Linked DNA regions of Mus musculus: all the other regions are linked to region 1. A link is a contact called in public ChIA-PET, Hi-C and promoter capture Hi-C data. All regions are on one chromosome and are shown on one strand. The core of a region is the stretch at or near the end of the contact, and the rest is flanking DNA. Distances in the headings are between cores, read along the strand shown.

Region 1 (3,885 bases), core at 505-3,004:
CATCTTCAGTTCTAGCCCCATTCCCTGCCTCTGGTTCTGAGAACTGGAACAACGGACTCTGATCCATGCTGGGTGTCTGAATCTGGGTCACTGTGAGTCTGTGCCCACCCAGGCAAGCCTCATGAAGCTGGGAATCCAGCCATACACAGCTAGGCTGGTCTCCATCCAGGCTGGTCTCAGAGGCTCAACCCGAGGAATACCCAACAGTGTCCTGTCACGGCAGGCACACTCACGGTGGTGCCCCTGCCTCTGTCAGTCTCTGATGAAGGAACACACAAGGAACAAATCAAGCCTTTGCTTGGTCAGGAGCTCTGGCTTTCAACCTCCACGCCTCACTTGCCATGTGGGCCTCCTGTGCCATGGGGACCGTGGCAAGCTCCTTTGTACACATGCCAAGTGTGAGTGTGTACCCCAGCTAGGTCCCAGCCCCAGCCCCCAAAGGCAGAAAAGTAGGGTGTGGCGTGGGTGAATGCAAGCATTCTCTTCTTTCATCCCCGATTGTGGCAGTCATTGTGCCTGCCTCAGGGACAGTCTCCCTGGCCACCTGGCCCTCCCCAGTCTGGGATGGCACTGTATTAAGACCCCAGCACAGCCCAAATACTGCAAACCCTCAGATGGTCACAACCTTGCCCAATTACCAGTGTGTGATCATTTGGGCGACTCACTTGGGTTTCCCCATCCTTACCCTGAAGATCCAGGAGCAGGGCCAGGACTACGAATCCTTCCTACGACTTCCCTGAGCCTCAAAGCAAGGAATTCAGGGGCTCCTGCAGCGCTGTCTCCCTTTCCACATATCTAGCCCCTCTTATGTCAGCGAGGTGGCACACGGAGCCGTCCCACCTTCTAGTTTTTGCCCATGCTGTACCCACAGTTCAGCATGCCTTCTCTTGTCTCTGATTCTCGACCTGCCAAAGTGTTCTCCCACACCCCAAACTGACTCAGGAGCTGTACTGCCCAAGGAAGAGGTGCCCTGCTTGCCCAATACACTCCCTGTCTTGTGTGTCTATCCCTCAGTCAGAGAGCACAGCCTAAAACAGCAAGCAGAGCACAGACGAGCTGGGGAACACACACACAGTGGTCACCTCCCCTCTCTGCCTCAATGTCCCCTTAAGCGGTCATGACTTCCCTGGCTGATTCCTAGAGGCCTTACCAGGACTGTGGAATCCCATTACTCTCTTCTGGCCAAACATATTCTCAAGTCTCAGTTTCCCCATAAGACTTTAGGATGGGACAAATGTCCCAGCAAATGCCCCCAGACTCTCAAAAGACCACCTGTAGAAGGAAGGCCACATTGAGCCTCACACCTCCCAAAGGGCTGGAGAAGGGCAGGACCCAGGAGTGCTGGCTTGGGGGCAGACGGAATCACAGACTAGCTGGCTTATACAACGTCCAGTTTGCCACAATAGTCAGGTTTCTGGGTTACTGAACCGGAACCTGGGAGGAGCCTGGTAGTCCGGGCTTCTACACAAAGATCCCTAGGACGTCTTTGTGGGGACCGGACCGCCGAGGCTCCCTGAGTTCTAGCGCGTGAGTTGTCTACTTGCTTGACCCGCGCCCGAAGGCAGCCGACCCTGGCTGAGCGAGGAGCCCAGCAGCCCCATGCCCACCCCAGGTTCCGCGGGCTCTGGTTTCAGGCCAGATCGGTTCTGTAGCCACCACTGCCCGGTCCCCAGGCTTCCCCACCGCCCGTTCCTACCTGCGAGTTCAGGCTCCACGCGCCGCGCGGGGCTTTCCTGCGAGAAGGACCTCGCCCCGCTTCCTACGCCGCCTGGTGTCCCTTATTTACATGCGACGCCCCACCCCGTGCACGGTCATTTACATGCCCCGCCCCTCACCCAGCTCATTTTCACCCGCAGTCCTCCGGACTTTGCCTGATCGCTGGCTTATTTGCATGCCCCACCCCACGCGTCCGCAGCTGTCCAGAGCTCCAGCTTTTAAGTCCCACGACTGCGGGACTCGAATCTTTGCCCTTTCCCTACAGACCAGCTTGGCTTGTGTTTGCGGCTGTTGCTCATTTTCCCAATGTTTACTCAGCGTCTGTGCCAGAAAGCAAAACAACTCATCAATTAAGAGCGAGTGTCTCCTGCTAGGTTCAGGCAGGAACCTTGCTGCTACTACCAAGAGGGAGTCATGCGCAACTATCCCTTTTCAGATGAAGAAGCTGAGGCATGGATCTGTTAGGAAACTTGCTTAAGGGTTGATGAGATGGCCCGCAAGCCTGAGAGTGCAAGATCTATCCCTAGAAACCACGCAAAAGTGAAAAGAAAGAACTGACATCACGAAGTTGTTCTCTCGCCCACAGCAGCGCAACTGTGACCAGCCTTGCCTTTGCTAGCTAAGCCATCCCATGGGCTTGCCATCCTGTTTTGAGCATTATGGATTGGGTTGGCTTAGTTTTTTGCTTCTTGTGACAGGATCTTGCTATACAGCTTTGGCTGTCATATTGTAGCACAGTCTGAACTTGAAGTCACAGTAATCCTGTCTCAGCCTCCCAAGTAGGATTGCAGATACAAGCCACCACATCTTGCTGTCTTCTGAGTCTGCAAGCCATCTTTTGATCCCTCCTGGCTGGCCACTTGTCTTCATGTGACTGGATTGTATGACCCTTGCCCAGGGGAGAGGGGACTATGTGAGATACATCGATATGTGACAGAAACAGGCTGGCCTGTGATGGTGCTTGGGACCAGCCCTGCTTGGCTCAGGTGCTCAGAGAAGCTCAGCAGAACTAGGCCGAGAAAGCAGCTGGGCTGGAGCCTGCGTGCCTGGTTGTGAAATCAGAATCTAGACAGTGCTGACAGACCGGAAAGCAGCAGGAAGGCCAGCACACATGTGGTCAGGGAAGGCATTTGAAAATGTTCAGGGGCACAATGATGGGAATTCTTAGCACTCCTCTTTCAAAAAACCTTTCTATGTATCTAAGTTGATGTCAGGACAGAGCCAAGGATACTGGCCAAGAAGACAGACAATAGCAGGAAGCTTATATTCCCTCCACAGTCCCAGACTTCCTAAGTGACCACTCTGTTTGGCCCAAGAGTGGGCTGGGAGCCCCAGATAATCCAGGCTCTTCTTCCAGTTTAAGGGCTTCCCGAGCTTGCCTCCTTCCAAGCTTGGAGCGCATTCCAGCACAGCGGATGGAGCTGCCTTTGAGCTTACCTCAGTGTTTAAGAGTAGACTATTTTTGAAACAGATGTAGTGTGATAGAATAATTAGTGCTGTGGGGAAAGCTCTGTTGGGTCCCCTCAGTAGACCCGAGTTTGAACCCCAGTCCCCATGTTAAAAAGCTGAGAGTGGAGCTTGGAAGACTACACAGTAGATAAGAGCCCTTGTTACACCAACCTGGACCCCAACATCTGAGGAAAAAGTTGGGTTTGCCTGTAATTCTGCACTCTGGGAAAAGGACACAGGAGGACTGCAGGGGCTTTCTCGTTGCCAGTCTAGCCCAAGCTCAGTGAGATACTCTTTCCCAAGGGAATAAGGTGGAGAGTGGTACACCAGGACACCCAGTGCATACACGGACATGCTCATATACCACACACACATACACACACACACACACACACACACACACATCCCCCACACAAGCCAGGCATAGTAGCATATACTTGTAACTCCAGTAGTGAGCAAGCAGAGACCCCTGGGACCTGCCAGCTAGCCAACTCCAACTAATCAGTGAGGCCTATGTCCCTGTCTTAACCAAGATGAGGGAGGGGAAGTAGTTCAGACTACTACCAGAATTCCTGACTAGTGTGTGTGAGACCCGGAGTCCAATCTCCAGCACTACATGATCTCAGTGGGGTGACACATTCATGTAATACCGGTACAGGATCGAAGATGGAGGGAAAACGGAGGCAGATGAAGTTCAAGGTCATCCACAACAAGTGTCCT
Region 2 (3,885 bases), core at 920-3,419, 2.6 Mb after region 1:
CACCACCACCACCACCACCACCGCCGCCCGGCGGACAATATTAGTATTATAATTTGCATGTCTGTACTACAAATGAAAAACTGGTCTTCTACCTGACAAGATTTAGTTGACCTACCACACTACAGACTATAGCGATGAGACCACACCCCAAAACCTCACCAAAAACCCTATCCCACACCTTTTATCAAATTTAGCTTGGTGGAACATGTCTTTGATACCAGCACTCAGGAGGCAGAGGCAAGCTGATCTGTGAGTCAGAGGCAAGCTGATCTGAGTCAGAGGCTAGCCTGATCTAAGTAGAGAAGGCCAAAAATTAAGACCATAACATAAATAAAACAACTCCATTTAGAACTCTCTTCTCACACTATCAATGAATGTTAGAAGTCTAACAGAGCCCATCCCATGAGCATTACTACCCTGAGAAAAAGAAAGCAAAACAAGTTTAGAGTCAGAGAAGACTGTGACATTGCCACCATTCAAGTCCCAGTACTATGATGTTTTCAGGGGTGGTGGTGCACCCCTTTGATTTCAGCACTCAAAGGCAGCAAGTCCCAGTACTATGATGTTTTCAGGGGTGGTGGTGCACCCCTTTGATTTCAGCACTCAAAGGCAGAGGCAAGAGATCCGAGTTCAAGGTGGCGCAACACCTTTAATCCCAGCACTAGAGAGGCAGAAGCAGGTGGATCCGAGTTCCAGGGCAGTCAGGACTACACAGAGAAACTATCAGAGAGACAGACAGACAGATGGGACCTAGACCCAATTACTTTTAAAATGAAGAGCTCAAATTTTATAACCAGTGGCTTACTTACATTCACACATGGTAGCATTCTTTTTAGAAAAACACACACACATATATTTTGGTGGTGTCGGATGAAGAGCCCAGGGCCTTGCACTTTGAAACTTTTCTGAACTGCTTAACAGTTAAGTGTGGTCTAACACCTGCATTCCCCACACTTGGGAAGCTCAAAAGGGGTTGTTGGGGTTGGAGGCCAGTCTGGGCTACAGAATATAACTTTTGAGTAAATATCACTAATTCTGGAATTACACCTCAGAGTGTTCACCTCAGAACATTTTTTTAAATACAAAACCAATTCCAGCACTAACTAAATCCTCAAAAATACCTTTTCTACAAGCAACCCCGTATAAATAAATAAAAGGCCAGTGGACAATTGCTATCAGCTTCAAAACGCTGCTAGATTAGCCAACAAGTTATATCTACTGCTGCTTTAACCAATAGGAAACCTTACACAGGCTTTCCTCTCCTGATGGAAAAACAAGTTAGGGAAAGGCCACAAGGCAAACACCCAACAGACTCAGGTAGCAACCCTTTTCTCTTTTCAACCCAATCCCACTGTTTAAAAAACTTTAATTAAGGAGGAGGTGGGGCCCCATTTTGAAAACCAGCCTGCTAGGTAAGACAGATCCCAGCATTCAGAAGGCCAGTTAAACTCCAAGGTCGGGTGCTGCAATCCTTGGCTATCAATGAAACTCTGTGTATGACAACGGGTAAGAATGGAGTTCAAGCCTGAAACAAGAAACTTAAAATACCAACCTTGACGCCCCCCCCTCCCCCCAATAAATATCTGCGGCCCGTGTGCCTCTTACCTTCTTTCGTCTGTGCGTTGGTGATCTGCAGATCGCTATCGGCAGCTTTCAGCTTTTCTCTCCCCATAATCTGCTTCTTTAAATCGCAGAGGGAGATATGGAGCCCATCAAAAGTGACGGTGTCGTAGTTGAGTTTAGAGGAAAATTTATAGTGCACACAGGACATTGTGGCAAAAGATTCCTAAGGTTCAGCGAGGAGACGTGGACACTCTCAATATATGTATATTTATAAACTTAAGAGCAAAATATGTACACACACAAAACACTCAAAAGACAACGAAGGACCCTAAGGCCTCAGATTAAATACCCCCCCAACCACAAGCGGGGGTCCGTGAGAACAATAATCCGGAACCCCCCGTACTCAGAATCGCTTCATGAGGGAGGAGCAAGACAGGAAAGGGGGCAATCGAGGATCCGCCAACCGGCACAATGTCACCCGGCTGGGTCCCACTCGCTCATGCTAAGGGCCGGCAGGAGACGGGGGCAGGCGGTGCAGTCAGTAGCGGTCAGTCCACACGTTAGAGTCCGAATGACCCCGCGGGGTCAGGGGTCCATAGCGGCCGCACCTCCCGGCTAGTCTCTCTCCGTGGATGGGGGTGACCCAGGCCCCGGGAGAAGGTTGCGGGGAGAGGGCCTAGGCCCGGAGTCCACGAGCGGCCTCTCGCCTCCTCCCGGCTTCCGGACGACCGGCGTCGGCGTCCCCAGGCCCAGGCCCCCACCGCACACACACCCTGGCGCCTGCTCCCCGGAGGCCACGAGCGGCCCGCGGCCTAGGCCGAGATCGCGCGGTCGGCGGAGGAGAGGCCTTCCAGCGGCCGCCCGGTTCGGCTCCGCCTCCCCCCCGCCGCCGCCTGACACAAAGCCGGTGCGGGGCCCAGCTAGGCCGCGAGGCCCTTCCTCACCACCCCGGGCCCCGGAAGGCGGCTTCGTTGGCCCCGGGGACACCACCGAGGCTGCCCGACTCTTCCTCTTGCTGCTCCTCGCGCTGCTCCCGCTCCTGTCGCCTCTGAGCCCACGACCGCGTCGGGAAGCCCGGAAACGGTCGGGCGGCGGCGAGGGCGTCGCTGGATTCCCTCTTTATTATTATTATTTTTTTTTTGTTCTGCCCCCCCAACCCCGGGCGCTCTCCGGCCCGCACCCTGCGCCGACGACACCTCCGCGCCAGGCACTATGGCGGACGCGGCCTGGCTTCGGGCGAGCGCCCCCACTCCGGGGTCTCTTAAGCAGGGACTGCACGGGCGGCGCACGCGAGGCGGGGCTTGGGCGTGCGCCGATAGGCGGGCCGGGGGCGGGGCCGTCTGCGTCACAAAGCGCACCGGCCCGCCCACGTGACCCGGCGCTTTGTGACTTGCGGCGTGGAACCTGAGGCTACGCGGAGAACAGGAGAAACTACGTGGGTCCGCAGAGAGGGGGAGGCGGACCGTCCCACCGGGCGGGTCTGGAAGGGGCGCTTAAGCGGCGGAGGCCCCAAAGTGCGGAGGGGGTGAACCGCGAATTCCACCCACGCACGAGTCTCATCACTGTGATGGCTGCTCACCAACTCCTCTCCTAACAGACTGTATACCCTGAGCTCTTCCAAAGCTGCTGGTGAGAATGGACCATCATCACCACCAGCAGCATCTTAAGAGCTGTGTCCGACTCTTACCTTGTACTAGGCACCGCGTTGACCGCTGATGTTTGCAAATTCTGGAGCCCAGTCTCCTAGGTCGGAAGTAACTCCGTTCTCCCAAAGACGCTGTCAGAGAATAAAGAATTAAATCCATGAGTATATTTCAATATTTAAGACCATGCCTGGCATATCTGTGCCTCAATACAGGGGGCCTAATAAATGTCAAATAAACAACAGCAAAAAAATATCTCCAATTTATAAGATAGAAACCTAAAGCCAACAGCCGTGCATTTTTCGAGTTTTCAAAGAAGGGAATGCTTGCTGGGTTGCAGGGTCCTCATTCCATTTTAAATTACAAAGTCCCTTAGGAGGGTTGGCATTCTTTTTCTCTTGTGGCATACGGGACATATTGCATTTATAAATTCATAAATAATAAAAATTAAAACTGTACAATTACTATCATTTACAGTGTCCAATGTCCAGCCTCTGAATTTTACAGGCTAGGCTCAAGGAAGTTCAGCAACTGAGAACAAAATCATACATCCAAGAGGTGGCAGAGTTTTCAGAAACTTCCTGAATGCTAACGCCCCAGATTCTGACTTGGTTTAAGTCAATCATCTTGTCAGAAACGCCTTCCTAAGGCCATCTTATTAAGATAGTCATCGATTTTG
Region 3 (3,885 bases), core at 675-3,174, 2.4 Mb after region 1:
ACAATTAATTCTACATGGTGAAAAATACTTGTGCAATTACAAGTGTGCTAATAACCCCAACATAAGCCTAGAACTTCCAGTAAACAAACGTAAGCCATATTAAGACCTAAAACAAATGGAAGTTGTTTTTACTGTATTAATCTGTAAGTTTCTGAGTGTCTAAATATGATGCAAAAACAAATAGGTAAAGGAAAAGTCTGTTTAAACGTGGATCTGAAAACGGGTCAAGTATAGTACAATTCTCTGATAATTTAGAAATTACAGCTCAATAGAACTAAACGTTTTCCAGAAATGCATTACTTCGGGGTAGGAGACAAAAAAACAAACAAACAAACAAAACCTAACCAAACAAACAAACAAAAAAAAACCCCACTTCTCTTTTGAGGTAGTATTTGATGCTTACCAGTTACCAGTGCAAAAGCACTCAGACCCAGCAGAAGTGATAATCACTTACTGGTAACAATTTTTAATTACTTTCCCAACTGATAAAAAGAGCACACACTGAACACAGACTAAAATGTAGTTTCAAAGGAAAACAAAACGCAGTTTATGCTTCATGAAGTTCAAGGACAAAACTGTTTCCAATGCAACAGAATCCGCCTGACTACAATGTGCAGAGACAGAGAGGAAAAAATGTGAACACATAGTATCTTTTTATAAAGGCAACAATTTAGCTACAAAGTAATAACGGGGAAGCCAAAACAGTTTGACAGCCCGCCATAAGGGCCGCCTCAATCATGAGTCACACAATGCCTGCAACCATTTACAATAGTAATTAATGCACAAGTCCCCTAATTAAATTCTAAAAGGGTGAGAATGCTTTAACTAAGTTTACAAGAACTGCCTTTTGCTTTTCTTTTTAAGAACGAACACACTCGTAATTACGCGTCTCCCTGCAATGCCCCCCCCATGCAATATTCCCTGAGGCCGTTTCTCCCGAATGTCTGTTCCGTGAGTGCGAAAGCAAATGACACGGGGTTGGGGGGTGGGGGTGGAGGTTGGGGGGGGGGGGTCCGTAAACCCAGGAAGAGCGAAGCAGAGTGGAAACACACGATTATAAAGGGGCGGGAGACCGAAGGCTCGCCCATCTTACCTGCTAAGATTTCTCTCTACGTCTTTGGTAGCTTTAGCTTCCAATTCTCTGAAATAGCAAACAAAAACAAACACAAAAAAAAAAAAAAAACGGGGGGAGGGGATGCGCGTGAAAACGGAGCTGCTGCGGCAGAGCGCCCGCGCGGTGGGGGAGGGGCGGGGCTGCGGGCTGCAGCGCTGCGGGCCGCCGAGCCCAGGGCGACCGAGCCCAGAGCCGTAGCCCGCGCCGGACCAAGCTTCCCGGACCGCCCGGGACTCCCGCCCACGCCCGCGTCCCCCCGGGGACTGCCCCGCGCCGCCGCCCATCAGCCCGAGGGGGTCCTGCGGCAGCGCCGGAGGCTGGCTCCTGGCCCCCCGAGCGAGCCTCCCCTCCGGTCCGCTCACCTCATGTGTGTAAAGTGCACTAGCGCGTGAGGCGCGGGGAACGAGGCTCGCGAGCCTCAAGCCCTCCGCAGCGCCGCGGGGACAGGCCCGAGCCGCTGCACCAGCGCCATTTTCTACACCGTCCCGCTGCCGCCGCCGCCGCCGCCGCCACCGCTGCCGCCGCAGGCCCCAGACCGGAAGTGAATGCCCCACTCGCAACCCCTTCCGGGGGCGCCGTGGCCCGGGAGCCCCAAGATGGAGGTCCTAGCAACTAGGCCTGCCGGACGAGGCAGCCACTTGACAACTGTCTGACGCGTCCAGGACTTCGCCGGAGCTGTCGGGGAACTCCGAGGTTCCCCACGAGCGGCTCTGGGGCCTGGCAAGAGCGGAGCGCGGCCTTTTTCGCCGAGGCTGGCTCGGGCTTGCCTCGGACCATCCCCTCCTCCTTCTTTACTGCGACACAAGTTTCCTTCCCCTCGGCCCGGCCCCTCCCTTACAGAAACACGCCTTTAAAAAAAAAAAAAAAAAAAAAATCCAGCAAACCGCAAATTCCACCCCTGCCGCTGCCAGACTAGCCCGCGCCGTTTTTTAAATTCACCCACATCTAATTACTTTTGACCTTCAGCCACATTTATTTAACCTCTCGATTTGTGCCTCTTCCCAGGTGAAGAATGCATCCCAGAAGTTTCATTTTTTTTATTTTTGTGCCTCAAATTTTTACACACCCTTGACTCAGCAATTCCACTTGCACGAATTTCTCTGCTCAAGAAATAACCATTTGGGTATCACTTTTAAGTACTTCACAATCAAGATATTAACTCAAATGCACAGGAAAGGTTGAATAACTGTAGCCAGCTACGACATCTAATGCTATGAGGTGGCATTAAACGCAGCTACTTGCAATACCTGGGGTCTTGGTTACAATAAAAGAATGGAAACGCAGATGCCATACTAGTTCTCAGAAAGACATGTGAACACCCAAAAATTCTTACATGTGAACACTGTAAGATACATGTCTGTAGGTAAAGTATGTAAGTCTACATGTAGATAAAATAAGATACAGTAATATAATACATGAAGATACAATTATTACAATTATTTTCTTAAATTACAATATAGACACATACCTGATTGTAAATACAATAAGATACATACCCAAAGGGGGATGCTGCAATATAATGCATTAAGATATTATAATGCACATAGGTACATACATATTCGGTGCATATAATGCTAGTAATCTGCACATTTCTCCTCTACTTAAAATCTACTCCCTTTTACTTTCTCAGAAAACTCGCTCTGCAGACAACCTTCTTTTGCCCTTTTCTATTCTAAGTCCTTTAACTGGTTTAAACCTGCTCCAGTCTCTCCCATGAAACAAGCTCTGTGATTGTCTGCTTCTGCTCTAGGAGAAATGTGTGTTGTAGTTAGCTAATGAGTGGATGAATGCCCAGAAAGGAACTAGCCAGCATGTTAACGTCTGTTTTGCATTTTTCTTCTTTTGGTGTTCTTAATTTTATGAACACCCTATAAACATTTTTTGGAAAAAAATTACAAATTGCAAAATGAAGAATAACAAATAAATGCTAGTAATTTTTACATTTTAATTTATTTGAGATGGGGGTCTTACTCTATATCCTTGGCTAGCCTATGTAGGCCAGACTGGACTCAAACTCAGAAATCTGCCTATCTCTCTCTCCTGAGTTCTAGTGATCTATAACACACACACACACACACACACACACACACACACACACACACACAGGATCAACTTTGGTTAGGTTCTTTGTTAAACTGATACAAGATGGAGTCATCTGAGAAAATGCCCCCATCAAATTGCTGTAGGCAACTCTATAGGCATTTTCTTGATTAATAGTTGATATGGAAGCTCTTTAGAGGCCATCCCAGGTTGTATGAGAAAGCATGCTACAAGCCATGGGGAGCAAGCCAGTAAGCAGCACACTCCTCTATGTCTCTGCTTTAGTTTCTGCCTCTAGGTTCTTGCCTTGAGTTCCTGCTCTGATTTTCCTATATGATGAACTATGAACTGTAAGCTGATAAACCCTCTCCTCCCCAATTTGCTTGTCAGTATGGTGTTCATCACAGTGATAGAAGGCAAATTAAGACAGAATCTTTCCTATAATGTTTTGCCTTTGTTTCTGCCCAATTCCTGTGATTACCTCAACACCCATCTTCTCTACTCTATATTCCTTGCCTTACCAAGGTTAAGTGATTAGACTAATTCACAAATTATAATTTTGGAAGGTAATGATTACTTTTTCCTCTATCAAAACCACAACTGAGGCTGTAAAAAAGAGCTCAGTAGTCAGAAGAGCACTGGCCGCTCTTCCAGAGAATCTAAGTTCAGTTCCCAACACCCACATGGTGGTTTACAACTGTCTATAACTCAAGTTCCAGGATACCCAATGT
Region 4 (3,885 bases), core at 773-3,272, 2.2 Mb after region 1:
AAACAACTTCTCAAATCACTAGTTGAACCACAAGTCCAAAATAACACTTGAGACTTTAGTAATTTAGGGTTTTATATGTCAATAAGTAGCCCTATGAACTGCAGAGAAAAGCATTCTCCACTTGTGACCAAGTACTTGGCACTTGAGGACAGGGTGGGTTGTGAGATGGCTCAGTGGGTAAAGTGCTTGCCATAAGATTGTGAGGACCAGACCTCAGGTCCCCAGCACTCAGGTGAAAAAGCAGGTAAGTGTGGTGGCCTCACATGGGATGAACACGAGATGACTAGCTAGATTAGCGGGGTTGGTAAGCTCTGGCTTCAAGTGGCAGTCTCTGCTTCAGTGTATGCGATGGGGAGCAACTGAGGAAGACACCAGGCATCAACCTCTGGGTTTCACATGCATACATACCTACATACATGTATGTGCACCTGTGCACATGTGAGAACACTCTTGGGAAACATATACACACATGCACACACACATGTACATACACACACATACATGCATGCTGCATCCATGTTAAGCAAATAAGGAAGAAAGAGTTATTTTAGCTCCTGGCTCCAGAGGTTTTGATCCATGGTTGCTTGGCTCTGTCATTTTACACCGTGGTTGCACAGAATGTCATGGGGAAACAAACAAGCCTGGTCACTTCATGGTCCAAACCACAAGAGACAGGGAATCTTATCCAAGGGTATGCCGAATGGCCTACCTCCTCCAACCCAGCCCGACCTACTGAAGACCACCTTCCTAATAATGGCAAACACCCTTGAGCAATTGGGTCTCTGGGCAGTTTTCTTCAGCTTTGTACTCCAGCAGCCTAGACTTGCCCTGCTTCCGATAGCTGGCCACATCCTGTTCTCTGTGAAGTTCAGCAAATCCAGTAGTTGATCTAAGCACTGCAAAGAGAAAGCTGGGAAATACCTTTCTTTCCATTTAAAATTAAAGAAAGGAAAAAAAAATTAAAGAAAGGAATGTTTCCTGCTATGGTGTGATGCCTAAGTTTCACAGATTTAGGGCCAGTTTTTCTCCATAAGTCTGGCTGTGAAAACTTAGCTGTGATCATTTCCGGATCTGAAGTTAATTAAGCCTTCAGAAAGGAGTTGTTTCTTAAAGTATGGCCTGTGTAGACCTCTGTAATTCAGGGTCGTACTCCATACACGGAGTCAGTCTAGAATGCTGTGTGGCCAGCCCTGGAGAAAGACTGTGAGTGACCTCCATAGCAGGCTCCAGGCTGAGGGCCACTGTCCTGCACCATGGGCTCCTGTGTTAGCTGCTGTTCAGCCTGTTTGTTTTCCTTTGGTTTTGCTTACATTGCCCTGTGCTGTAAATTTCCTCCTGCCTGTATGGTTAAAAAATCCCCAGTTAGCCATTTTTAAGATTCACAGATTACTTCTCCTGCACGCCTAATTCTGAACTTCATGTTTTCCCATAGAGCTGAGAAGACCGAAGTCCTCAGTGAAGATCTGCTACAGGTAACAAAATATATCTCCCCCTAACTAGGGATCCCATCCCAAGCTCCATGCGTGCTGGGCGAATGTTCTACAACAAGGCCTTACTGCATTGCCCAGGCTGGCCTCGAACTTGCTCTGTAGCCCTTCCAAGCCTTGAACTCACAGTCTTCCTGCTCTAGCCCTCCCTGAGCTGGACTTTCACATCTGTGCCTCTAGTTGTCTTAAAACAATATCTCTAAAGATGTGGACTGAAAACAAATAGTAAATCTGGGGTTGGCCCCAACTCTGGTAAAGCGCCCTCTACCACACACGAGCTCTGTGTTCAGAGCCCAACACGGGAGACCACGCAGGACAGATATGGGCACTAGGGTGGGGCAGACAGGGGAGACTTGGAGCTTGTAAGGCATTTCACTTGCTCTTTCCTTGGTGGAACAGCGTAACTGAATTAGCATGGGCTTGTATGGGGGAAAGAGATGCATGATGGGATTGCGAGAGGAAGGGGATCTGAAACTTCGTGTCACGTTATGGAGTACAGATGTCGCTTGGCTCGCTCGCTAGTCCTGCTCTCAAGTGCCAGGTGCTGGGTGGGTGGGGCCTGGTCAGTCCCCAGCACTGTGGCCTGCTTACAGGCCCTGGGCAGGCTGGCACTCTGATACTCTGCTGTGATGCTACCCTTGCTGGGACAGGTCCTGCCCACTCACTGCTCAGAGGCCCCAGTGGCTCCAGCCTAGAGCTCTGACGTCTCTCCTGCTCATGCAGTTTCTCCCTAACTCTGGGCTGCTTGGGTCTTTGGAAGCTTAGGCTTGTAGTAATGGGGCAAATGTAGCACAAGAAACCAGAGGCCTGGGACACTTTGTGGCCTCAGCTCAGACCTTGCTTCCTTTTCCTCCCAGGGCCACTCTGCTCCGTCTGTCATGAAGTTTCCCTGACTTTGGTCTTAGAGAAGACACTGGGACTTTATATGCTTCATCTCTGCTCATGTCCCCACCCACTGCAAAAGGCTGAGGGAGGGCGAACCTGGCTGCACGGAGCCTTTGTTAAGCAGTGTGGCCTGCCTGCCTGCCTTGTGCTTCCTTAACCTATACAGCAGTCTGTCTAGTCAAGTGCAGCTCTAAAGACCAAAAGTTTGGCCCTAGGACTCTGTCCATTCCTTCCTGTGGAAAGGGGAGCTGGCATAAGTCAGAAAAGGGTTTCCCTCCATCGCAGCCTGCCAACTGTCTTGAGTTGCTTCAGCCACCTGCAGGCAGAATGTAGTCACTTTGGTTTCCATGGACAGATTTGTTCTAGATATACAAACAGTGCAGTGTTGGAATTTAGCTTGCACACATCCTTTCGATAGCATCTATCTTTATTTATTTATTTATTTATTTATTCATTCACTCATTTATTTATTTGCTTACTGTTGTGGTGCTGAAAACCAAACCCAGGCCTTTGCACATAGTAGGAAGCGGTCTGCCCCCGAGCCTCAGCCAGCCTCATCTGTACTGTAACTCCCTCTCTGTTCTTCACGGTGTCGAGCACAATATTAGTTCCATGTGATGGTCCTCATGCTGGGTTGTTTAGGGAACGAAAAGTGTGCATGGAACGTGCTCTTACGTGTTATGGATGCCCAAAACCATGGCTATGGGGGGTGGTTGATCTGGGTTTTGGTGCTGGGGGTTGAACCAAGAGCAGTCTAAGCTTGTATTCTGCTTTGAGCCACACATACTGTCCAGTATATTTTTAAAAGCTTTTTTTTTTTTTTTTTTTTTTAAAAGGCAGGCAGATTCTAAGTTCAGGGCCAGCCTACAAAATAAAAAAAGATTTGTTAAGGAATTGCATTCTTGACACTTCTTTGTTTGGGGCACATATTTTAAATTCATTTACTTCCTGAATACTGTTTATGCACTTCAGCTTCAGCTAGGTTTTCATGTGTTTTATGCCACCTGCCCCAATACTTACATGATCACATTTAATCTTTGACATTCTGAGTTGAGATCCTTGTAGTTGGAGGAGAGCTGTCTGTATTGCCTGTGGGGTATGAAAGCCTTGCCCCCTCTGGGACACCCTAATTTGATAATGCAAACTTTTCTTTGCTGTCATAAGTGCCACAGATCTCTCTCTCTCTCTCTCTCTCTCTCTCTCTCTCTCTCTCTCTCTCAATCTCTCTCCCTCCCCCTCTCCCTCTCTCTCTCTTTCCCTCTCTCCCTCTTTCTCCCCTCCCCTTCCCCCTCTCCCTCTCTCTCTCTCTCTCTCTTTCTTCCTCCTTGTTTCTAACTTGAAGAAAACAACAACCCCCCCCCCCCCCCCCCCCCCCCCCCGCACAACAGTGGTTCCTGGGGCTACCTCTACTGCCAGGGCTGAGCCTGTGGCCTCCCTCGAGTTGAGTTAATCCCCAGTGCCTCAGTTTCCACTCCAGTGAGGATGCTGCCAGTCTGCTCCATGGGGAGAGACA
Region 5 (3,885 bases), core at 603-3,102, 2.1 Mb after region 1:
CTGAGAGTCAGGCGTATGAGGAGCTCTGCTGACTTGTGAGAAGGGAGCACAGTGACATGGTCCACACTAGGAGGGTCTTTGACAAGTATTTAGGGTGAAACCATGAATAGTCCAGTATATGTCTAAAATACTCTTGACACCACCACCAAACAACACTGTGGACGAGACCATGAGCTATTTACTACTGGCAAAACAGTGATAATCACTGAAAAGATATGGCTGCTTACTGCACTGTTCCTTCTACTTTTATGCTTGGGTGAAATTTTGCAAAATACTAAGTCAAGTGTACAAAAGATCTGCATAATGAAAATAGCGCACTGTAGGAAATGTTAACTTGTGTTTTCATATCAAGGAGACAGGGAGAACTTGAGGCGTCCTACATAGGAACCCTCTGTGCCTGATCACAGGCACAGCAGGGCTTCTCAGGGTGCACCTGCCACCGAGTGCCCCGCTTTGCTGGCTGAGGGGATGCTCTGACCTGGGACTCCAGTGATTTGCAGGTTTCCACTCCTGCCAGGTCACAACTTCGCCTCCGGAGGTTTTCAATCATGATCTGCCCAAACCGGTCGTCCATGTTGACCTGAGACGGGGAAAAGCTGGTTAGCCACAACCTTAAAGATCTGTCCTAAATAAGCAGAGCACAACGCCCGGTCAAGGCTGACATCTGGTAATGCACACAGGAGCAGCCCGGGAAGGTTGTGGGACACGTGACACAAAGCTGAGCTGGTGCACCCTACAAAGAGTGGCACACACACTTACATGCCCACCTAGTACAACAATCCTACTGCTGGCAGAGAGGCTCACATACATGTGCCAAGATGCAATGCTACGTGGAACTGGAAGAATATGGAAAGAAATACCTATTAAGTTCCATCAATTCTATTACCTTCATAAAATGACATACCATACTGCTTACATGACTTTAAGATACTCTCTTAAGAAGCAGAGTACAGGACTGAAGAGCACTCAGCAGGTAAAGTCACTTGTTGCCAAGCTTGACCACCTGAGTTCAATTCCCAGGACCCACACGGTAGAAGAGGACAACTCCCAACTCACACAGGCTGTGTCCCCCCACCACCCCACATTCACCATGTACATGCACAAACATATACAATAAATAAATGTAAAGAAGAATTTTGTAAGAAGCAGCAAGGCTTAGAGAAATGAACAGAATGTTCCTGCCTGTCTCCCCTGCATTTAAAAACATAAAACACAGCAGGCAGCACTGTGTCCCTGACAGAAGACTAAGATCTAGGGTCAGAGAGAGATTTGCTTGTCTTGTTATAACCAGTCCTATATTCCTGAGACCGTCTCTTGCCTAAATGGGCCTTAAACAGGTGTTTTTTTCCTGCCTCAGCCTCCAGAGAGGCAGAAGAAATGGTGTTACTGTGGGCAATCATAGCATAAGCACCAATCCTCTGTCAGGTACAATTAACTTATGTCCGTGCACAAGTGTTGGAAGACATGATGTCACTGTATGCTGTCATAGTACACACAGCAGTCCTTGTTCACACGCAAGTGAACACAAAGAAATCATTTTACCTATAAGACCCACCCCAGAGGCAGACTGTCAGCAATGCTATCCTCCCTCATTTGCGTCAGGACAGAAGGTGTCTGAGAGCACAATCTTCATTTTATGAATGATGGCTTGAATCCTGCCTTGACAACAGCTGTGACCCTGAGAAGACTGGACGGTTTAACTGTCGGGGGAGACTAACACCAGCCTTATGGACTTCTATGTAAGGAAACAAGCAAATACATGGAAAACTGACCCAGTAGTACCCAGTACAGAGTACGGAAAGCACAGTGCACTGTCATCACGCAGTTACCAACATGGCTTTGTCGCTGTAAACAATTAACCAGGAAAAACACACAGGCAACTAATCTACACTGTTGATTCAAGTTAAATTTCTACTGACAAAGTGAGAATGGTGGGAGCTAAACCAGGTGACAGACAGCTGAGGTGGTGCCATCGAATCTGGCCCAGTCCCAGGTGTGCTCCTGAGTGAGAAGCCTTGAGTCTGAATCAACCTGGCATCTCCCAGAGTGTGCTAGATAAATGCTCTGGACAGAGCAGAGGCAAGGCCAATGAACAAAGCAGCACACACAGGACATATGGCAGTCACTCTCCATGCATGTATGCCGCAAAAGCAGACCGTGCCCTGGCTGCAATCGTATTAAGAGAGAAGCTGAGGGGCTGGCTTCCATGGCCAATGCTCCTGGACACATGGCAGCAGTTGTAGATGGGAAGGAAGAAAGTCAGCCAACCGAGAACCAACGACCCCAGAACTGGAGAGGGAAAGGAAGTAGCAATTCCTAGTCTAGCCTAGACCTGTCCACACTTATACTTGTGTTGCTCTTACATACAATGAAATAAAAAGGAAATGATTAAGTGGACGAGGTAGGGCTATAAGTGAGATCCCATTAAAAAGAGTTTTTGTTTTGTTTCAAAGCCAGTTACCGTGGTACGAATTTGGTATCCCAACACTTGGAAGTAGAATGATTACCCAGGGATGAGTCTATCTTGGTTCTACATAGCAAGCTCCCAGCTAGCCAGGGTACACAGTGAAACTCTGTCTCAAACTAAGCAAGTAAATAATGTCGACATCTAGCATGCATTGTGTGTAGCATCTCAAGGATTTCTTCAACAGCAGAGAACTGTGGTAGAGAGGCAGCTTCATGGTGAAGTCTTCTATGCAAGCATGAACATCTGAGTTCCATGCTCAGGACCAATATCAAAAGCCAGTCTGGCCACCCGACACTATAATCCAGTACTTGGGGGTTAGAGACAGGAAGATCGCTGGAGCTATACTGGCCATTCAACCTAGCCAATGAGCTGCAGGTTCCAGGTTCCGTGAAAGAACCATTTCAAGGGAACGAGGCAGAGAGCAACAGAGGCCTCCACATGGTGGATATGGGTGTGTAACCTCACCCGTATCCCCAGCAGTAAACAACTAGTGCTCAGAAGAGTCTGAACAGCACACACTTACTAGCTGAGGGGCAGGGGGCCCTGGTGTAAACATACACACTAACTCTTGTGTCCCTCACACTAGGAAGCAGGGGCATTACTACTTTCAGGCAAGGAAACAGAGGCACAGAGAGTATGAACCCACAGAAGACTGGGGCTCAAGCTGGATCCTTTCAAAGCTCCAAAAAAGGCCTTTTCTGTAGCCACTGGAGCAATGTCAGTGGTTAGTGACTATAGGGATAGAGCACTTTATACTTACAATCCTGTATATCAGACTTCTCTTACAAAATTAGGAGCTCTTGCAACTCTAGGTCAAATGCCCACAAGAAGCTCCTGGCTGGACCTAAGGAGTGACCACTCCAGGCCCCTCAGTTCCCAACTCCGCATCATTCATAAGTAGCCTCTCCAGCCCCTCTCAGGCCACACCCTCTAAACCACCCAGCAGCCCCAGGTCCCTCAGTCCCCATCCTCCACACCATCACACAGTCAATGCCTTCTGTTCACCTTCCTTCCTGCCTGTCTATAAGGGACTTGAAGCTTGCTCTTCCTTCTAATATGGCCAAAATTATTTCAATTCATGTTCTACAAGTTTGTTAATAACATATGATAAAATAAAAATTGGAAAACTTTCCTGGAGAATCAAGGTCCAAAATCTCTGCTAACAGCTGGGGGTTAGCCCAGAAAGCAGGAGAACAGGGCTGCTAGAACAGATGGGAGAAGCACACGTGTGGCTGTGACAGAAGGAACTGAACAAGGACTGGGGCAAAGCTACTCTGAAAGCCCATCTGGAAGCCGCCTCTCAGGAACTTACCTGCTCATAGTTTATGAACATGGCTGTCTCAAAACTGCTGGCTGCCCATTTCAGGAGGTTGGCTGACTGCTCTGGAGTCATGTAAACCAGCACACATTCAGTTATC
Region 6 (3,885 bases), core at 384-2,883, 2.1 Mb after region 1:
ACATACAGAGAACATCCATGGTTTACTCCAACTCCTCAGAGCTTGTTCTGGCCTTTCAGAAATGTGGCCAAAGTGCTGTACCTACAGTCGGTACAGCTGACTGCAAAAGCAAGATGTTGGTGCGTGTTCAGCAGGCATCTCTGCCTGCTGGTCATACTCCGGGCTTCACTGAAGCTGATGCTGCCCTCTTCTGCATCACACAGCTAAACACAAGCTCAGAGGCTCGCCTTGGTTGCCCAGCCAGGAAGCCACCAGGCCTACCTAGATAGAAGGTCATGTGCCTTTCACCCTGCCCAGAACTCCTGCACCCCCACCCACCCATTTAAAGAGATAATAAACTGTCCATTGTTTCTTCCCAGAGGGCAGTAACTCAATGTCCTCACTCAGATCTGATTTCGAGTGAGATAGAGAACAGCCCTATCCCAGTCCCCCTGTCAGATGACCCAATCGGAATGTCTACCATTACAGCTGGCTCTTCTGGGAAACAGCCCACCTCCCATCAACCCATTCTACTGGGCTCCTACCCAGATAAAAAACCAAGGGATGGTCATTTTTCTGCCTCTAAAAAACAAAACAAAACAAAACACTCTTGTCAGGTTGAAGCCCCTGCACTTTCTGTGCATCGCAGTGGACAAAAACCCGGCGCTTTGCTTTTTCCAATTCACTCCCAAAGAGTAGCAGCAACAGTAGTGAATACTGAGCACCCCACGATCCCATCTCCCCAAGACAATCCCTCGGCTTTGGACACTAAGCCAGACAGCTTGAATTTGACTCCTGGCTCCACCACCTGGTAGCAAATACCTCATCTCAGTGATGTGGACTTTTCTCTTTTGCAAATATAAAACGGGAAATAACAGAACCTATTTCTTAAGTTTGTCACTAGAATCAAATATCTGAATCATGCTCAGTATAGAGCAGAGGCAATAGCTAGCAATGGGTATATGTTGGCTCGAAGCTAACTTTAACATGTAGTAACAGTATGACTCCTATTTAATAGTCTTCACAGACTGCAGAGCTAGATGACCCACCCCCACGTTTGTAAGACCATAAGTGGGTGCCCAAGAATTCCCCAGATTGGCACTAAGCTAATGATGAGGTCTGGTCTCACCTGATGTTCCCCAAGGTAGCAATGATGAGCCCCAAGGCCAGCCCATGAGCCAAGGCAGGCTGCAGGAGCCCAGTATTCGGACTATTCTCAATGACCGATAGACATCCGATGAAGATGAAGAGAGCGGAGCCCACAAGTTCCACTATACATGGTTGTACGTATTGCTCATACCAGAACACACGGCATCTGCCAGCCATGCTGGTCTTCACCTTGACCTCAGGTAGGTCCATACTACACATTGGTGTCTGCCGTAGGGGGAAAAAAAGACAGGAAACATGGGTGGCAGAGGCCCCAAGACAAAAGCCCCCACCCCCAGCCTTGACCAAATCCTTAGTGCCCTTGCCCAGGCAACAGACTCACCTCCCCAGACATCTGCTCAAGAAGATCCGAGCCAGAGCTACCAGGAGCTTCGCCGGCTGCCCTAGATTGTACTCACTTATCTCTAGGTCACAGACTGGAGGTAGAGTCTAGCGGACTCTGCGCTTTTAAAGGACTGGGGACATTCACCAAAGGTGTCCAGAAAGCAATAAAGCCCGAATGGGAGGTGGCCCAGAAGAGTCAACTTTTTTTTTCTAATCTCAACAGGGCAAGGGCCACGTGGGATCAATGATTGCTGGGCTTAGTGCCAGCAACAGGAAAGGCGTGGTTAGCTTGTATCATGTGCATGAGTGCTCAGGCCTGAGGAAGGTCCCAGCAGGAGACACTGCACACTCAGTAACAGCCAGCTCCGCTACCATTGACATTCCACCATCCTCGTGGGTCTCTTTCCCACCCAGGACCTTTTCCACAAATACCCTGATCACCTGACCCAGCGAGTGTGTGAGCTGATGATGGCTGCTGGCTGCCTAAGGCAGTAGGGACAATATGGCACTGTTGTGTATGGTAAAGCTGGTGGACTTTGGAAACCTGGGGATGAGTAGGAGTAGGACCTACGGGCTTACCTACCCAAAGCCAGGGAACCACCAGTGAGATGCACCCCTCTGCTCACACTGCCTGCACTGACACCCCAGCTCAGCTTGTACAAGCCAAGAGCTAACCACGCAATTGAGTGCCACTGAGCTCGAGTCACTTTCACTGTTTCATCGGCAAATGACAGCGACTGAGCTAATGGCATGGCATCCTTACAGGGCTTCAATGAGTGAAGAAATGAAAAGGACTCAAGGTAGCTCCAGATACAGTACAAAAATGCCAGAGTCCATGAACTCAGAATATATGTGTAAGCCCCTCATGGCGTGCGAGTGGCCAGGCCCTGCCCCTGAGGATCTCCAACTGCTATAATCACCACTCAGGTGGCCCAGCTCCGCCCTACAGAGTAAAAAGCCCAAGATCAGGATTTGAAGTCCCACTAATCCCCACCCTGGAAAGTTCTACCCTGGAAAGTTCTGTTCCCCTACCCCTAAGCCCAAAATAAAGCCTGTCTTCTGCTCAGTTCTCTGCCGCTTCTTGTCTGAGCAGAGGTAGCCACCCTCCTGGGTTTTTCCCTTCTAATAAATCTCTTGTATGAAATTTGTCATGCAGAATGGCTTTGTGGTATCCCTTGGCTCCCAACTGCCAGGAAACCTTTCCCTTCAAAGCTATAAAACTTACAGCGGGGGGGGGGGGACACCCCATGAGCTATACCAGTTCCCCTTCCCCACAGACCTGTAATACCCATATAGACACCCACGGGCAAGAGTTCATATGTATTAACGTCCACCAACCTTAGAATGCACACTCGGATGTTACAGTGCCAGCAGCTGGCTAAGAGCCTTGCATACATTGCCTCAGGTTCACCTGGAGAACACTCCATGAGGAGGGTCCAATCTTTACAGCATGCCGCAGAAGAAAAAGCACTTTTTCACGATGACAAAGCCTAAGATCATAATAACAGTGAAATGTCACAAAAGGACAATGTAAATCAAGTTATATAAGGGACCGGGACAAAAGGACAATGTAAATCAAGTTATATAAGGGACCGGGACAAAAGGACAACGTAAATCAACTTACATAAGGGACCGGGACAGTCGGGTTTGTAAATACAAAAGGAGGGATGGGGTCAGGAGGGGCTTAGTTGGTGGGATGCGTGTTTTGCACTCTGAACCCTAGGTTTGATCCTCTCCTAAGCACCCCACAGAACCTGACGTGGTGGTGCACACCTGTAATGCCGACACGGGGGAGGTGAGTGCAGGAGGGGGCATCTTAGCTACACAGAAAGGTCACCCTTAGTTACACAGAAAGGTTGATGCCAACCTGGCTATATGAGATCTTATCTTAAAAAAAAAAGTAGGAACAGGGCAGGGGGGAGGGAGACTGTGCAGTGTGGCCTAGTGGGTAAAAGTAGTTTTTCCCCAAGCTTAATAACTGAATTCTATCCTCAGGACCTAACTATGTGGTAGAAGGAGAAAACCAACCTCTGCAAGCTGTCCTCTGAGCTACACACACACACACACACACACACACACACACACACTCTCTCTCTCTCTCTCTCTCTCTAAATAGATAGATAAATAGATAAATAAACAAATTGTTTATTTGTCTGTTTGTTAGTTTGGTTAGTGGTTTCCAAAGCCTGAAGTAGAGTGATTTTTTTTTTTTTGGTTGGGGAGATGAAGACATTCTAGAGATGAGTGTTAGAGATAGATAACAAGCAGCTGAGGATAATTAACACCACTAAGCTGTACACTCGCAATAGTTAAAGTGGTCAATTTTCTGTTACACACACACTTTGCCACTTAGTGGAAGAAAAGGCTATAAACTCAACTATATCCATTAGCTTTGAAGAGACTATCAGAAGGACA
Region 7 (3,885 bases), core at 719-3,218, 2.1 Mb after region 1:
TACGGGTACCTATAACCCCAGAATTCCAGTAGTAGAGGCAGAAAGATTACAAGCCAAGGCCAGCTGGCTACAGAGCCAGATTATCTCAAAAATTATTTTACATCCTATTTCATATTTCATTAAGCTAACATCCTAGTGTGTAGAATGGATGTGTTTCCCAGTTATTCCAAAGTGTGATTATACCACTGCTAGCCAGCCTCCTTTAATTAGCCTGATCTGGTAAGTCTTGATCCATTTTCCCAGTCTAGCAGCAAGAGACTAGACTAATGGCTGCACCTACAAGGAGAAATAGAACCTACCATTCCCTAGTGAGTCTTAAGAAAATTACCACTCTCTGATGTCTCCAGCTTGCATTTATTGACCTGTGTGTGGATTCACTTCTCTGCTGACAAATGTGCTCTTCTGCTCTCAAGACACAAACACTGGTGCTCAAGTAAACATAATAGTTAACTAGCAACCTTTTTAAGACAGGGCCTCGTGTGCCCAGGTTGGCCTCAAAACTTGCTTTGTAGTGAAGAACAACCCTGAACTCTTGATCCTGCTGCCTCCACCACCTCCAAAGTTCTAGGATTACAAGCATGTGCCATCACACCCAGCTCCTTCTTATCTTATACTCTCCTTCACACAGTTCATGGTAAATCTCCCTAAGTCCAACAAGCCTTCAAGTTTGTGACCTTGAGCTGCTGAGATGTGCACCTGGCTTAATACCAACAAGAGGGCCATGTACATAAAAGACCCTATTCTCATCCCATGACTCCCCATCACCTTTAGCGCTTGCACCACCCTTACTGAGGTCTCAGCGCCCTAAACTCTAAAATAGAGACAACCTCATCCTCTCTATGGGATTCTTGTGAAGGCCAGTCTTTGCTCAATCCCCACTAGAGGTCTGTCTTTTGGATCTCATCCTTAGTACTACTTCTTCCAAGAAATTCACCCAGACCTCTTACCTAAACCAAATCTTGAATGTGTTTCTCTTCTTGGAAGGATTCACCCCAGGTATACAGAACTTTATTTGTAACTACTAATGATAGGAGATCTTGTTTTGCTTATCACCTACCACCATGTCTGGTAAGAAACCAGTACTCAATAATACTATCTTTAAATGCAATTAAAACAGGCTGTGTATTGGCTCCATCTCTCCCGTGGCAGATACTAACTAGATGCACCCGCGGATTATTCCGTTCTGACCTTCCTTCAGTTTATGCCGTGCCATTTATCCTTATGGTATTCTCTATGCCGCTTCGATGCTAGAACTAGCCAAATCATGGCAAAACCTTTGAGAAATAAGTCATTGGTCTGTTTTCTAATAAGCTACCTGCCTCTGAGAATAAGAGTTGTGCTGCCCACTAACGATGCCAAGAGCCTAAAACATTGTCACAAAGTAGGCACTTACAGGACAGACATTTATGAGCCAGCAGGCTCTGAGACATCTAGCTATGAAGTTTTGCAGCAGTAGGGGAATCTAGGCCCGGTCCTATTAGGTCCCAGATAGCCCGTTGGCTACTCAGACCTCAGAGCCTTGGGTAATTAAGAGATTCCCCAAAATGAAAATAAGCCTTCTCCTGACCATACATTTGAACAGAGCTAGCCACACATCCTTCCTCAGGAGTCCTGGCTCCAACCAAGGCTCCCAGACAGTAGCAATCCATGCACAGCCAGATGCTGACTGTAATCCCTCCGCCAGTTGTCACAAAGAAGTCCCTCCACCCGCAACCCCAACACACACGCGCGCACCCCTTCCACTAAAGAAATTACTCCAGCCTCCCGCAACGTCTGCCTGGCCTGAGGCAGGACGCTAGCTCGCGTCCTGCTTCACAATCTCTGGAGGAATAGGATCAGACCTCAGCGTGTCCCTCCGCCCAGAATTTCCCTTCACCCTCATTCCTAAAGTCCCTCGGCGGCAAGTCGCGGTGCTGCGCGCTCTCGCGAGATTCCTCCACGCATGCCTTCCCGCCCCCCTCCTTGCCCGCGAGGAAGCCTCGCACGGACCCCGGTCGCGAGCGGCGCATGCGTGGCCGCGGCTCCCAGCGCCCCCCGCGCTCTGCGCTGGCGGAGCTGACAGGGCAGCGCGCCAGCCGTTCGCCGCCCCCCGCGAGGCCTAGCCTCATCCCGCAGCTTCTTCCCCTCTGGCCGAGGTTCTCGGCATCCTCGTGCGGAGGAACCCCGAGCGCTGCAGGCGCCGCTGCGAGTCCGGACATTCCTGCGCTCGCGCCCCTGGTGGGCACCTGCAGCGGCCTGGACCTGGACCAGGACCCCAGGGCTGGCCGCGCCTCGCGGACACACCCCCTCCCGATCGGCGCCTCCGCCCAGCATCAGTCCCCTGGGTCCCCTTCCAGCCTAGCTTCTAACCTAAGGTCTTTCCGACCTTGCACCTTAAAGAACCTCATGGGAGGGGGCGCATCTTGATTGGATAAGAGGCCGGGTTTGCAGACTTTGGGGTGGGTGCACATTCACCCTTTCAAGAGCCTTGTACAAATTTGATTAATCAGCCTGGAGTTCCTTGTCCCAGCTAACTGCTGTCTTTTATGTCTCTACGGTCCCATATTTCCAAGGGCATTAAGTGGAGGGCACTCGGAAGCTTCTCTGGGCCCTGACTTGGAGCTAGACCTGTTGGCCCCATTGGATCATGGCTACTGTCATGAACCCTCAGATCGACGTGGAAGTTGAGGAGTGCCTCATAATGAAAGTGGAAAAGGACTCCGAGTGGGTATCGGAGCCCATTCTGGAAAGATCAGGCAGCACTGAATGTGAGTCCTTCCGTAAATGCTTCAGGCAGTTCTGTTATGAGGATGTGACAGGACCCCATGAAGCTTTCAGTAAACTCTGGGAACTCTGCTGTCGGTGGCTGAAGCCAGAAATGCGTTCCAAGGAACAGATCCTCGAGCAGCTGGTAATCGAACAGTTTCTCACCATTCTGCCTGAGAAGATTCAGACCTGGGCGCAGAAGCAATGTCCAGAAAGCGGAGAGGAGGCGGTGGCCCTAGTAGTGCATTTGGAGAAAGAGACCAGAAGACTTCGAAAGCAGGTGAGCGAGGATTTTAAAGGGATGTGGTGGGAAAGGCAGGTGGGCAGGGCTACATTTCTGGAAGAAGAGCTCATTATAGAAATAAATGGGACTTTTAAAAGATCCGGAAACCAAATTCCCCAAAAAGCAGATTTGAAATTCATACTAAATGGAGGAGAGAATTTTGGTTGAACTATGATCTTGCAAATTAAACTAAAAGTATGGTTTGTTTGTTCTAATCCTCAGTATAATGTTTCTACCAAAACGATAGAGACAGTATTAAATAGCTAATGCCTCACAGGGTTTGGTGGGAGAGGGAGATCTCATGGATCTCCAGAGCCCTCCCTAACCCTTACCATTCCAGCAGGTGTCCTGTGAAATACTCTCTGTGCCGTGCTCCTCCGCGCTCATCCAGTTTAACGGCCAGATCATCATTTTTCTATGTCCCTGCTTGCCGGTCTGTAGTTATTCTCAGCGCCCTCTTGTTAACCGTGTGAAGTCCTCAGTGTCTGACAGGTTTACAGTCTCACCTTGCACAGGGTGTGCTCAGGAGTTGATTTTGTGATTCTTCACTTCACTAGTGTTCTGATTAGTTCTCTGTGCACCTGATATATAAGAGGACTTTGTAGTAATGACCCCTCAAAAAAATACACAAATAAAGAGCGCTCTCCTTTTCCCATATTCCCAAATGACTGTGAGCCCGCTTCCGTCCGTGGAGATCCTCTCCCCCCTCAGTTCTCCTGCCCTTTAACGTCTCTGTTGGGACTGCAATTCCTTTCCTCCGATTTTCTTTGTTGATGTTGACTTTGTTTTGCAGGTCAGTAGCCCTCTGCCTTCAGAGAAGCAAGCCCCACCTAGAACTGTGTGGGAAGTAGCTGACT

The links. Promoter capture Hi-C pulls out the DNA fragments that hold promoters and counts their contacts. Hi-C and Micro-C count contacts between places; a contact is called where the count stands out from the background. ChIA-PET counts read pairs in DNA pulled down with a chosen protein or histone mark.
Region 2: a contact with region 1 is called in an RNA polymerase II ChIA-PET map of memory CD8 T cells, with 3 times the contacts expected there. The contact joins the promoter of Rbbp6 here to the promoter of Il4ra in region 1. A contact is called at or near these places in 6 of 39 promoter capture datasets (the 3T3-L1 cell line, 3T3-L1-derived adipocytes, HPC-7-derived erythroid cells and 3 more), 7 of 115 datasets of contacts at active chromatin or transcription factors (acute myeloid leukemia, astrocytes, bone marrow-derived dendritic cells and 4 more) and 2 of 9 other capture datasets (adipose tissue and liver).
Region 3: a Hi-C map of B cells shows a contact between it and region 1, with 5 read pairs. The contact joins the promoter of Tnrc6a here to the promoter of Il4ra in region 1. A contact is called at or near these places in 3 of 39 promoter capture datasets (liver and pre-B cells) and 1 of 484 Hi-C or Micro-C datasets (B cells).
Region 4: a contact with region 1 is called in a Hi-C map of B cells, with 5 read pairs. The contact joins the enhancer-like site here to the promoter of Il4ra in region 1. A contact is called at or near these places in 3 of 39 promoter capture datasets (hippocampal neurons, liver and pre-B cells), 1 of 484 Hi-C or Micro-C datasets (B cells) and 2 of 115 datasets of contacts at active chromatin or transcription factors (astrocytes and bone marrow-derived dendritic cells).
Region 5: a promoter capture Hi-C map of liver shows a contact between it and region 1, with 4 times the contacts expected there. The contact joins the enhancer-like site here to the promoter of Il4ra in region 1. A contact is called at or near these places in 4 of 39 promoter capture datasets (cranial neural crest, hippocampal neurons, liver and 1 more) and 3 of 115 datasets of contacts at active chromatin or transcription factors (astrocytes, bone marrow-derived dendritic cells and embryonic forebrain).
Region 6: a promoter capture Hi-C map of hippocampal neurons shows a contact between it and region 1, with 5 times the contacts expected there. The contact joins the promoter of Aqp8 here to the promoter of Il4ra in region 1. A contact is called at or near these places in 3 of 39 promoter capture datasets (the SN4741 cell line, hippocampal neurons and liver) and 1 of 115 datasets of contacts at active chromatin or transcription factors (astrocytes).
Region 7: a contact with region 1 is called in a promoter capture Hi-C map of embryonic stem cells, with 14 times the contacts expected there. The contact joins the promoter of Zkscan2 here to the promoter of Il4ra in region 1. A contact is called at or near these places in 7 of 39 promoter capture datasets (the 3T3-L1 cell line, cranial neural crest, embryonic stem cells and 4 more) and 3 of 115 datasets of contacts at active chromatin or transcription factors (embryonic forebrain, embryonic hindbrain and neural tube).

The regions. Positions count from the first base shown.
Region 1 is chr7:125,550,140-125,554,024 of GRCm38.p6, reverse strand. Il4ra (interleukin 4 receptor, alpha) reads right to left here and starts at 1,754. Exons shown (of 11, transcript NM_001008700.4): 1 at 1,697-1,754.
Region 2 is chr7:122,968,848-122,972,732 of GRCm38.p6, reverse strand. Rbbp6 (retinoblastoma binding protein 6, ubiquitin ligase) reads right to left here and starts at 2,169. Exons shown (of 18, transcript NM_011247.2): 1 at 1,606-2,169. The coding sequence starts at 1,771. 4930413G21Rik (RIKEN cDNA 4930413G21 gene) reads left to right here and starts at 2,274. Exons shown (of 1, transcript NR_045614.1): 1 at 2,274-3,675.
Region 3 is chr7:123,121,924-123,125,808 of GRCm38.p6, reverse strand. It overlaps Tnrc6a (trinucleotide repeat containing 6a), which reads right to left and starts at 1,924. Exons shown (of 24, transcript NM_144925.3): 1 at 1,477-1,924; 2 at 1,094-1,141. The coding sequence starts at 1,481.
Region 4 is chr7:123,328,813-123,332,697 of GRCm38.p6, reverse strand. It overlaps Arhgap17 (Rho GTPase activating protein 17), which reads left to right. Exons shown (of 20, transcript NM_144529.2): 2 at 1,433-1,472. Among named protein-coding and RNA genes, the nearest start is that of Arhgap17, 39 kb to the left of the region's middle. Within about 2 kb of position 2,022, at least 68 of the 459 cell types and tissues checked have an H3K27ac peak or open chromatin away from gene starts, as enhancers often do. A contact at or near this core is called in B cells, where this site is marked.
Region 5 is chr7:123,418,233-123,422,117 of GRCm38.p6, reverse strand. Lcmt1 (leucine carboxyl methyltransferase 1) reads right to left here. Exons shown (of 11, transcript NM_025304.3): 7 at 3,780-3,885; 8 at 479-580. Among named protein-coding and RNA genes, the nearest start is that of Aqp8, 42 kb to the left of the region's middle. Within about 2 kb of position 1,852, at least 14 of the 459 cell types and tissues checked have an H3K27ac peak or open chromatin away from gene starts, as enhancers often do. A contact at or near this core is called in liver, where this site is marked.
Region 6 is chr7:123,460,042-123,463,926 of GRCm38.p6, reverse strand. It overlaps Aqp8 (aquaporin 8), which reads right to left and starts at 1,633. Exons shown (of 6, transcript NM_001109045.1): 1 at 1,469-1,633; 2 at 1,109-1,353. The coding sequence starts at 1,480.
Region 7 is chr7:123,498,709-123,502,593 of GRCm38.p6, reverse strand. It overlaps Zkscan2 (zinc finger with KRAB and SCAN domains 2), which reads left to right and starts at 1,968. Exons shown (of 7, transcript NM_001081329.2): 1 at 1,968-3,025; 2 at 3,822-3,885. The coding sequence starts at 2,627.